2 separate regions of the Gasterosteus aculeatus genome follow, and region 1 is linked to region 2. A link is a contact called in public Hi-C data. All regions are on one chromosome and are shown on one strand. Each heading gives the region's core, a stretch centred on a gene start, on an enhancer-like site or on the middle of the called end of the contact. The rest is flanking DNA. Distances are from core to core; before and after follow the strand shown. Region 1 overlaps LOC120828932 (membrane-associated guanylate kinase, WW and PDZ domain-containing protein 1-like). Region 2 holds the start of LOC120828932 (membrane-associated guanylate kinase, WW and PDZ domain-containing protein 1-like).

Evidence for each region. A called contact is a pair of places that touch in the nucleus more often than the background predicts.
Region 1: a Hi-C map of skeletal muscle shows a contact between it and region 2, with 1.5 times the contacts expected there. The contact joins the enhancer-like site here to the promoter of LOC120828932 in region 2. A contact is called at or near these places in 3 of 6 Hi-C or Micro-C datasets (liver and skeletal muscle).

What each region holds. Positions count from the first base shown.
Region 1 is chr2:2,663,897-2,669,156 of fGasAcu3.hap1.1, reverse strand. It overlaps LOC120828932 (membrane-associated guanylate kinase, WW and PDZ domain-containing protein 1-like), which reads right to left. Exons shown (of 20, transcript XM_078086142.1): 3 at 4,242-4,361; 4 at 2,134-2,322; 5 at 1,205-1,445; 6 at 471-553. Among protein-coding and RNA genes, the nearest start is that of LOC120828918, 23 kb to the left of the region's middle. Within about 2 kb of position 2,001, at least 2 of the 9 cell types and tissues checked have open chromatin away from gene starts, as enhancers often do.
Region 2 is chr2:2,626,514-2,631,780 of fGasAcu3.hap1.1, reverse strand. LOC120828932 (membrane-associated guanylate kinase, WW and PDZ domain-containing protein 1-like) reads right to left here and starts at 3,861. Exons shown (of 20, transcript XM_078086142.1): 1 at 3,080-3,861. The coding sequence starts at 3,383.

The DNA of each region.
Region 1 (5,260 bases), core at 752-3,251, 39 kb before region 2:
AGGACAGGTGGGACGGGGATGGAGGGTGGAGCACAGGTGGGACCGGGGTAGAGGACAGGTGGGACGGGGATGGAGGGTGGAGGACAGTTGGTACGGGGATGGAGGCGAGGTGGGACGGGGTGTAGGGTGGAGGACAGGTGGGACCGGGACAGGTGGGACGGGGATGGAGGACAGGTGGGACGAGGACAGGTGGGACGGGGATGGAGTCCAGGGATGAAAGAAAGGAAGACAGAAAACTCCTTAGTTTCTAAAGCTGAACATGAACACGTTCTCACCACTTGATGGAGCAATTCTACAATCTGAGAATTCCACACGACTTGGAATTCATCAAATGTGTTTATTTGGAAATCATTTGTCTTGTTTTTAGTTTTTTTTTTAACTACTCACTACACCCGAACGCGTCCCCGAGGAGGCCGCGGGGCCTCGGGCGGCGCCGGCGACCTGCTTTGTGGCGACGGGTGGAGGCTTACCATCGTCGTCACACTCCTCCGGCGGCCGCGAGGCTTTGTCTCTGCACCGGGGATCCATCCACGACGTGGTCTTCGTGTTGTGGCTGAGAGGAAACAGACAAGACAACAACGAGGGGGGGGGGAGGAGGTCAGGGGTCATTCAAGGCGTCAAACAGACACACGAAACCAGCACAGCAGCCAATAAGAAAGTGAACCGCGTCAGCGAGTTTACAGAAGGGACAGAAAGGCGCCCGCGGCGAGGAGGAGGGGGGGGGGGGGCAAACGAGCCCGCGGGAGCCGACTCAAACAACCGCGACTTCTCGACCTCGATCGTTTAAAAAAAAACAAGAACATACTGTAAATCGGTGATAGCAGAAATGAACATACAAGCTCTGAAAACACACAGCCGTGTCCGGGTGGCGTGTCTTTGCCGTGCTGCGGAGAGGACAGAGAGGTGGAGGTAGTCAGGACGTGATCTCCTTTAGAGATCGGGACATGCAGGGATTAACAGGAAAGCAGCGGCACCCAGAGGGCTGGGCAGGTTGGCTGGGGAGGCCTAAAAAAACCAAATAATGGGGTGGGGAGGGGGGGGGGAGGCAAGGGGGAGGGGGAGGGGGGAGACAAGCCACTGGACGAACAAAAGGGATAATTGTGCAGGTAAAATACAGGAAAAAAAACACCAAAATGAGCTGCGGCGTGAGGTGCTCCAGAGGAGAAAGGTGAGCGCGCGGCGCCGCGGCCTCGCTGATACATACTCTATGAAGTAGAGCTCGCCGCTCTCCGTGTACGCCATCTCCCAGTTGTCGGGCAGCGGGCCCTGCGGCTCCTCCGGGGACACCTGCGGCTCCGCCAGCGTCTGCTGCCCGCTCTCGGCGGTGCAGGCGGCCGCATTGTTCAGACCGCAGGAGGGAGCGTTGTCGCGGGCGGGGTACGGCCGGAGGGCGGCGCCGGGGCCGCCGCCGCCGCCGCGGCTCTCGTCCTGGTCGCTGGGGTTACCTGCGCACAACAGAGGAGAGGGGAAGAGGCTACGCACTAGAGAACCTGGGTCACGGCACGCGGGGGGGGGGGGGGACGACGAGGACAGAAGGAGAAACAAAAGCCGGGGGTTACGACCTGCGCATGCAAGAGGACAACAGGTGACAGAAGCACACATGCTCACTCTCTAATTACCCCCCCTCCCACCCGCCAAACAGAGCAGGGGCAGATTCCTCAGCAGCAAGGGACAAAAGGAAACCATTTGTTGACCGTTACCGGTCCGCGGCCCGGTGGTTGGGAACCACTGATCTTGTAAAGATCATGTAAATTATTGAGCATAACATGCAGGGCGGGTGGGGGATGTGTGGGGGAGGCGAGGGAGGGGGGGAGGTGAGGGGGAGGCTTCTGCCAAGATGTACAGAGGGAAAAAGGGAACACTTGATGAACACAAGTGCATTGTGGGAGGAGAGGATGCTACTTCCCCCCCCCCCCCCCCCCCCCCCCTCCCCCTCCTCGCAGGCAGATGGCGGTGTTCAGAGGCTCACGGAGGAAAAAAAGAAAATAAAAGGAACCACAAAGGCATGATGTAACCGGCAGACACCACAGAGCGGCGCGGAGGGTGGTAAACACACACACACACACACACACACACACACACACACACACACAAGGGGGGGGGGGGGTCGGCGTGGAGGTCGACGCCCCTCACCTGTAAAACTGTTGTTCATTTCCGAGGCCTGGTCGTCATCGTCGTGGTCAGCAGGCACTACGCGGCCGTGTTGCATGTCATTGTAGGACTTTGTGCGCTTCGGGGTGGACTGCTGGGAGCCGGCATGGCCGGCAATCACTGTCCCGCCGACGGGCTGCCTCGGCGGCTTGGGGGTCCCGTAGTAGTTACCTAGGCAACGAGGAGGACATTAGCATGCTTGAGAGAGAAGCCCGCAGAGGGAGACAAGACGAGACAGGGAGAGGGGAGAGGGGATTTAAGAAAAATAAATGAAAGGGGGGGGGGGGCGTAAAGGTTGGCGGGAAAAGACGCCGGGAGGAGGCGAGGAAGCTGAGCAGAGCAGGAGAGTTCCAGTCGGTGTTTGAGCTGCATTGTCTGGACTGCGAATGCCGACCGAGCACTAAACAATGGAGCGGCTCACAAAAACCCCGCTTGTTTTAGCAGCTTTCTTTTCGACTGATACGGTTTCAGCAAAAAAACACGTTTCTTTATCGTTATGGTAACGATAATGTACCCATTCACTCTTTGTGAATAGGAGAGAAAGAGGCCCCCGTGGCCCCCGCGGGACTCACGCAGAGCATGTGAGCCTTCAGGGAATCCTGACCAGAGATGAGGCCTTTCCACACGGGGACGTGACCAATGAGCAACGCAAAAATGCTAAACATTCCTCATGGAAACTGTGCATATCGACGTCGATGTCGATTTGTGACAGACTGTGACAGTCAGCAATTGTTCAAATTGAAAAGTTCAAATAAATTCTTGCAGGAAAACGGTCCCAGAGCTGCTAGAACTTCAGCGGAATCCTATGAGGGGATTTCTGCTCCCTCGGGTCAACAGGTACTTTACATACGGTATTTGTTTATTGTGAAAGGAAAGAATGGAAGGAGTGGATCGTGGCTTCGTTGCCTTTGTTAGCATAGATGCAAATGGATCTCTTGAACCCGCCAGGTGGGTGAAGGCGTCTACATGAGAAGTTGAAGCCACTTCGATGTCTGTCGGTCGATACAAAGCCTGACAGTCAAAGCGTTTCGTTCAGGGACCAGAAGGTTAATCGAGGTGGAGCCTTGCTGGACCCTAAAAACTGTCCTGGGGAGATTTGAAGACGTTTAGTTCTGGGATTTAAAAATATGTTGAGGCAGAAACCTTCTGGGAATCTAAAACCTTTCCGCTATTTTGTTCTTTGACCTGTGTTTTCTACTTGTTTATTGTCGTTAATATCCCAATGAATGTTCTTAATATTAGTTAAATGTCCTCTTTGTTTGCCATATGTTTTAAAGCTTTTAAATGTAACAACCTGTTAGCATAGCTTAGCATTCGGACCGGAAATAGCTAATCCAGCTTTCTCAAGAAAATCCAGCAAGCAGCTCGTCCAACGTTTCCTCCCATCGCGTTTAATCCGTAATCGCTATTGATCTTCTCTTCCAGCTGTCTGCAACAAAGCAAATCACTTCCATATTTTCCAAAATGCCAAACTACTTCCTGAACATTTTCTATTCAGCCACGAGTGTTGATGTTCCCCGTCAGCGCTCTGCCAATGTGATTGAACAATCGCACATCCATAGACCGCGCGAGCCGTGTATTAATGAATCAATAGTGTCGTCTGGATGGAGACGGGCTCCTGTGGACGGGCTCCTGTGGACGGGCTCCTGTGGACGGCTATTTGACATTGCCCGCGTGAAAGGCAGAAACGTGCCAACACACAGCGGAACCAGTGCCAAGCAGATTAACGTCGCACAATCACACACAAACACGCACGGGCTCGACTTAGCCGTGCACCACACGCATGCTCTGGAGCAAACACAAAGCGCACACACACACACACACACACACACACGGATGTTTACACAGCACGGTTTGTGTCGGTACGAGACTTAGCGCTGTCCTAATCAGAGTGAGAGGGGCAGATGTGGAGTGACCGGCTGTCTCCTGAACGCACCGCCCCCCCCCCCCCGTCACGAACAGGCATAATCTGAATCGACCGAGCGACAATCTTACAGCCCGCCTGCATGTAGGAGGACGCGCGCGTCGCGTCGCTACGCTCGTTGTGCCCGTGGGAGAATCGGCACACCTGCGTCGGTACGAATCCTCACCGTCATACGTTCCTATTTCCAGCAGTGTGCCGCTGTCCTCGAGTTCCAGGAAGTCCTCCACCGACAGGAAGTTGTAATCCACCCCTGGGACCTCTCCGTCTCGAGGGGCCCGGGTCGTACCTGGGGACAGGGGGGATAAACAAACAAACACAGTTGTAAGTCGCTTGCGGTTAGCTTCTATCAGCCCGTCACCGGTGAAACCCACGGGGCCTCCTGGAGGTTTCTGGTCCTTTATTGCTGGTGGTTAAACACGTCGTTACGAATGCTTTACTGCATTTCTGCTAATAGATCATCCATTCTAAATCCTTCACATGGGGCCCGTAATGTCGCGGATTCCTTTGTGGCACAACCAATGAAAAAGGTGCCCTGAGCCTCGTCCCCTCCCGCAGCTAATGATTAGTGGTCCGCGGCGTTTTTTCCGCTTTGTGGAAGGAAGCTGACGCCAGACAATGGAGACGGAGGCTTTTGTGTCTGCGTCTGAGGTGACGGTTGGTCGATGGACACCGACATCGGCCCCCGAAGGTGACGGCCGTCGTCTTTAGTCGAGGTACGATTCTGACCTGAAGATAAGGTCACGGGGTGAAATGCCAGCGGATCATCAGGGTGATTGCGTTTCCTCCGATCCGCCCAATAGCGTTGGGCGGAGACCACAGACCGGCTGCCGATCAACCGTAACCAAGGTTACCGAGCTGAATGAATGTCGGGAAAAGAAATTCCCACAATCCAACAGAGTAAATGTTGAGATAATTAACAGGATGAGGGGGCCGTTTGACTTCCTGGTGGGCGCCAAAGGAACATTTAAGGGATTACCAAAGACCCTTTCAATAGTTTTCCCGATTAGCCAAAAGTGTCGACCCGTTAGTGGTGCTTGAGAATAATCCAAACCAATCAAAAACACATATTTCAGTGCGAAACCACAGTGGAGGACTATTGTTAGCACCGTTAGCTCAACGCCCCAACGCGGCCCGAAAGCGTGTCGAAAGAAAGACTCAAAATGAAGAGCGAATGTCCTTCGGAAG
Region 2 (5,267 bases), core at 2,612-5,111:
CACAAGCCGACAGGCCTTTCGGGGACAAACTCACTGTTGCACTGAATCAAGACCGACCCAATCTCCACACTGGGGAAAACATCAGACTTGCATTCTGGGACGAGGTCTGAGCGTACGAAGCCGCCACGTCCTGCGGATGAGTGTGAGCGTCGTCGACAACGCACAAGGACCGGAGACACAACGTGTCCTATCTAGAGCCCAAGCGAAGGGTTACACCTGGAACCATCTCTACAAGGTGTGTCAACCCCACCCGCCCTGTGAGACGTTCTACAGAGAACCTTTCCACGGAGCAATGGTTCCTCGGTACCTTCTTCCAATGGTCACTAGAACAGTATTTAAAGTGTGCAGTTACTCCTTAAGCAGAGGAATCAACGTCCTGGGCCTGCGTGGTCGAGGAGCGCGCCGAGGGCAGAAAGTGAGCGGGGAGGAGGCTTGGAACCGTAGCAGGAAGGAGTATTTGAGGTATGAAAAGGTCTGGATGTTTCAACCCGGGTTCTACGAGTGACCTCGTTGCCCCACCCCTGAGGAATGCCTGGCATCCAGCCGGCCGCCACCAACCCCTCTAGCGAGATCTAAGGCGACCAGGGGGGCCCTTTGTCACGGAGATCTGACCCGGCCAAGGCAACCCTCTCATCAGAGCACCATAAACCTCCAGACCTTAAGGTAACTCGAAACAAGCAGACGCCGCCGTGTGTCGTTCACTCATGTTGGTTATTTTATTTTGACTCAAACTGAGTGCAAACTGAATTTAGCTTCAACTATAAACCAAGTATTCTGATAAAGTTTCGATGACCTGGGGCACAGAGTGTGCACTTTGACGCAAAGCGCCGTTATCAGACTAAAATAAAGTCAAGGGACGAGACAATGACAGCAGAACCTTTCCCACGTGAGCTGGATTCGATCGATGATAGAGAGATAAGCGCTGCACTGGTGGGTCAAAGTCCGAACACGTCCGAACGCACTCCCTCTTTGCACTTTAACCCCGAAATGACGCCAAACGATTCAACTGCTCATTTACGAGCGCCTCCGTTAGCAAAGGTCCCATGAGACAGAAGGATAAGGGATAATATTCTAAAAACAACAAACTTACCCAGTAACTTGACCAAATACTTAGTGTTTGGTTTGACTTTGCCCCCCCTCCCCACCTCTCGTGTCACTTGGAGTTGCAAAATAACTAAAAACAAGACAAAATATCAAAGTCAAGGCTACAGAGCGTCAGCCCACGGACCAAAGGGTGACGCAAGGATACATTTCCTCCTAAAGACGGTTCGTGTCACTTTAGTTCGTTCTCGTCAAGCTCGCTCATTTGGCTTCACTTTTGTTCAGTTCCAGGAGGTCTTCAATTCGTGCGATTGTGAAGTCGACGGTAAACGGACGAGGAGAATTACACCTGTAGCCATGGTAACGACACACAACAAGGAGAGTGACAGCTTAATAATGTTTACAGACGGAGGGTCAAAAACATGAAAAGTGGGAAAAGAAATTAAGACTCCAATCAAAGTCATTTTTATGTAAATAACACACAAAACTCAAGGCTCATTCCACCTTTTCACCACACGAATATCGTTCAGGTGGATTTCTTACTGAATTCCTTGGCGGGAGCTGCACACCTGTGGGGGGGTGAAGTATAATTAACACAGAACAAACCCTCCCCCACGTACGAACCGGGACGGCGCGTAATGCGAACCCACGGCTCTTTGGAGGGGAACGGAGGGCGATTCCAGCCACCCATTTCCGTCCTGCATGGGAAGCCGACAGGCCGGCGGGCACAATGGAGGCCTGTGAGCCGCTCGGACAGGAGACCCCCCCCCCCACACACGGAAAAGGAGAATCCACTGACTCATGTGAGAGGGTAACGACAAGGCCACAAAGACGCCTGGGGAAAAAAAGTTGATGCCCAAAGTCGGGGCGACGCAGCATTGCTATTAAAAATCCCCCATGGTGCAACACTGCTGGGGGGGTTAATGAGATTCAGCCTGTGTGAATAGACAATTAAAATCCGACTTGAAATTAAAAATATATATATATATATATTTAATTTTTCACAACACAGAACATCCGGTTTTGGCCGACAGGAAGAACAACAGAAAGCCAGTCCACCCCCACCCACACCCCCACCCCCACCCACACCCCCACCCACACACCCTCCACCACCCGCCGACCCCCCCAACCTCTCTCGGACAGATGCAGATGCTGCAGACCGTGGCAATGGGTCAATCTCATCACAACACGCAGGAGGAACTTCCAAAAATAACTGCAGCTGCCCAAGAGTGGTGTCCCGCTCTCACCAATCCCGCCCACAAACTCGTGAGGGTCAGAGAAAATATCACAATATATTTACACCAAATGTAAATATGTTGCTTTCGGAAAAAAATGTACACAATGAGATCACTTTTCAGTCATAAAGAATCCGAGTAAATAGACAACACACCCCTTGAATGCCAAAATGTAGAATCATATCGTCGATGCTGTATGATATTGCTAATTATTTTCGTGTAATGTTGCCATCAGCTGATTCCTTTGTTAGGGAGCAAACATCAAGCCCAAACGTCCCTGAGGTACCAGTCAGCCTTTGCCAAGTAGAACACAAACATTTGATTATAAATCATGCAAGAGAACAACATGACAGATAAATAAACTGTAGATGACTGTACAATAGATTTCCTATTGATCGAAGTGAGGTGCGGTGGTAATTTGGGTATAACGTGCGTTATTCTCCTTCGGCCCCATCAGGCCGATAAAGCTTTACATGTCGGAAGAACAGTCTGCAAGAGGGCCATACCGTGACCCCCCCGACCCCCCCCCCCCCCCCCCCCCCGGGTCCGACCCCTCGGTGATGCTGAGGACTGAATGAGGGCAGGGGGACTGTCGGAGCCGCTCCACATCAGCCCGCTCCTCCGCCCTACTTCACCCATCAGCGTGTTGTTGGATGCGCCCATGCTGGCATTTATGAAACATCTTCCCCTGGGACTCTGGTGCACGTGTGCTCATCTCACGCACACGCGCACACACACACACACACACACACACACACACACACACACACTGTGACCCAGGGACTTTGATCAGGTTTTCTTACCTTGACGCACAGTTTTTAACCGGACGGGCCCCTCGCAGCACGTCATCGCATTAGAAATGTCATAGAGGGGTAATCCGGACACGGGGAGCCCCTCCACCTCCAGGAGCAGCTCCCCCTCCCGCGGGCCGCCGTCCCGGCAGACCGCGTCCTCCTCCCCCTCCTCGGCCCGCCCGATGTACGGGAACTCTCCGTTCTCCGCTCCGCCGCGGAGACGCACGTTCAGCTCCCCGCGCGCGTCGCGCGCCACCAGGCACTGGTTCACTTTGGCGCTCCAGTGGTTCCGCCTCTGGAGCGCTTTGGACATGGTGCCCTCGGGTCCCGCGCGCACTCACCGAAACCCCCGCTAGTTCCACGGAACGCTGCAAAAACCGGCCGATGCATAGCAAAGAAGTAGTCCCAGCGGGCGGAAGACTTCGGGGCGTCCGGGTGTCATTCTGCCCCCCCCACCCCACCCCCCCTCCTCTCGAGACGCGTCGCCCGTCCGGGGGACGTCTGGAATCCGAATGGGCTTCGCTTCTTCTGTCGTTGTTTCGGTCAGTGTTCACGCGCTCCAGTCCCTCGCGGTGGGGTCTAATAGACCCTTCTCCTCATGTCCGATAGAATTCAGCCCCCCCCCCCCCCCCGCCCCCTCCCGCACTTTCCTTTTGCTTTTTGTTAGAAAACTTTCCCAGGTCGTAGAAACAAACGTTCACCTGTTCCCGCGAGCGGCGGCTCCTTTAAACAGGTAACGAGGCAAGTTCATCCCCGCTGCTCCTCCTGCGCTGTGGGTGGAGGAATGACGTGGAAGGGGGAGGGGGGGGGGCGCATGCGTCCAGCTGCTGCTGAGGGAAAATCCTCCCCCGACCACACACACACACACACACACACCTACCCGAGTCCTTCCCGCACGCGGATTACAGAGAATCTCCGCGTCTAATCCCCCCCCCCCCCCCCAAGAGGCTCCAGCATTTAGACTTAAACCATAAAGCTTCATCCAGTCTCTCTTTTCATGTATTTTTATTCACTTATTCATTTAGGACACGCTTGGAGGAGGAGGAGGGGGGGGGGGGGGGGTGTTGAGTGGTAACCTGCCTCTTCCCATCAGAAGCCACTCACATGCACGCGCTGTTCCCTCAGTGTAAAACAGTGCATGTGATGTAAAGCATGAGGCGGGTCAATGAGGTTAATGAGGTCAGATGAGTGAGTGTGGCACCTTTTCAAGTTGGTGGTGATGTCACTTCCTTTATAGCATGACGGTAGCTTTTTGCTTCAAGCTTCAACATAAACGTGTTAAATCGAGGATATTTTCTTGCTGTAAATTTCCTAAAAAAATCTGCAATAACACAAAACATCACGGAAAAAGTCCAGCTGGATTGTTGTGCCAATGGCAACTTCCTGGCCGGCCCACCAAAATAAAGCATGCCTGCTCCTCCATTACTCTCATGATGTTGTGTTTTTCATTGTTTGATGAAGTTACCAAGAGCATTTTATTTTCCTCTCCTCAAGCCGACCGAACAGAAGCCAAACGCATCTTTAGATTGTAACAAAGAAAATACGCTCGGCGGCGTCGAGTCGCAGGGATCAGGTGAGACACACATGCCTCTGCTCTCTGAGCCCCCCCCCCCCGCAGATAGAGGGCAGTGACCTGCATAGCGATTAGCGGTGGGAATCTCTTGGCACCTCACGATTCGATTCGATTCCGATTCAGAGGTCAACGATTCGATTTTAAACCGATTATCGATTCTAAAAAGATTATCGATTCTAAACTGATAAAACGATTATCGATGCATCTCAATTTTCTGAATTTTCTCAAATCTGAGTTTGCTACTCAGAGGTCGCTAATCATTTCCTACTTTATTTGATAATTAAAGAAAATCAACAGATGAATTACTTTCTCTAATTTTTTACAAGAGAAAAAAAAATCTTTGCCACAAATCTGATTTTCTATCAACGATGCAAGAACCAACGCAGCTTGCATTTCAACACAATATGGAAGTAGCCTTTGTAAAAAAAACATTAAACAGATTCATTTTTCTTTTAAATGAAGAAACTTCTCTTAGTCTCAGGCCGGTCCGTATTTGTAAAATACCAGAAAAAAGTCAAAATCTGTGAATATCTCGCCAACTTTCAATACGGATCGACTTTTTGTAAAATGGAAATAATGAGGTAAGATCTGCGCAGGCTCCTCCATAGTTCGGTAAAGTTATTA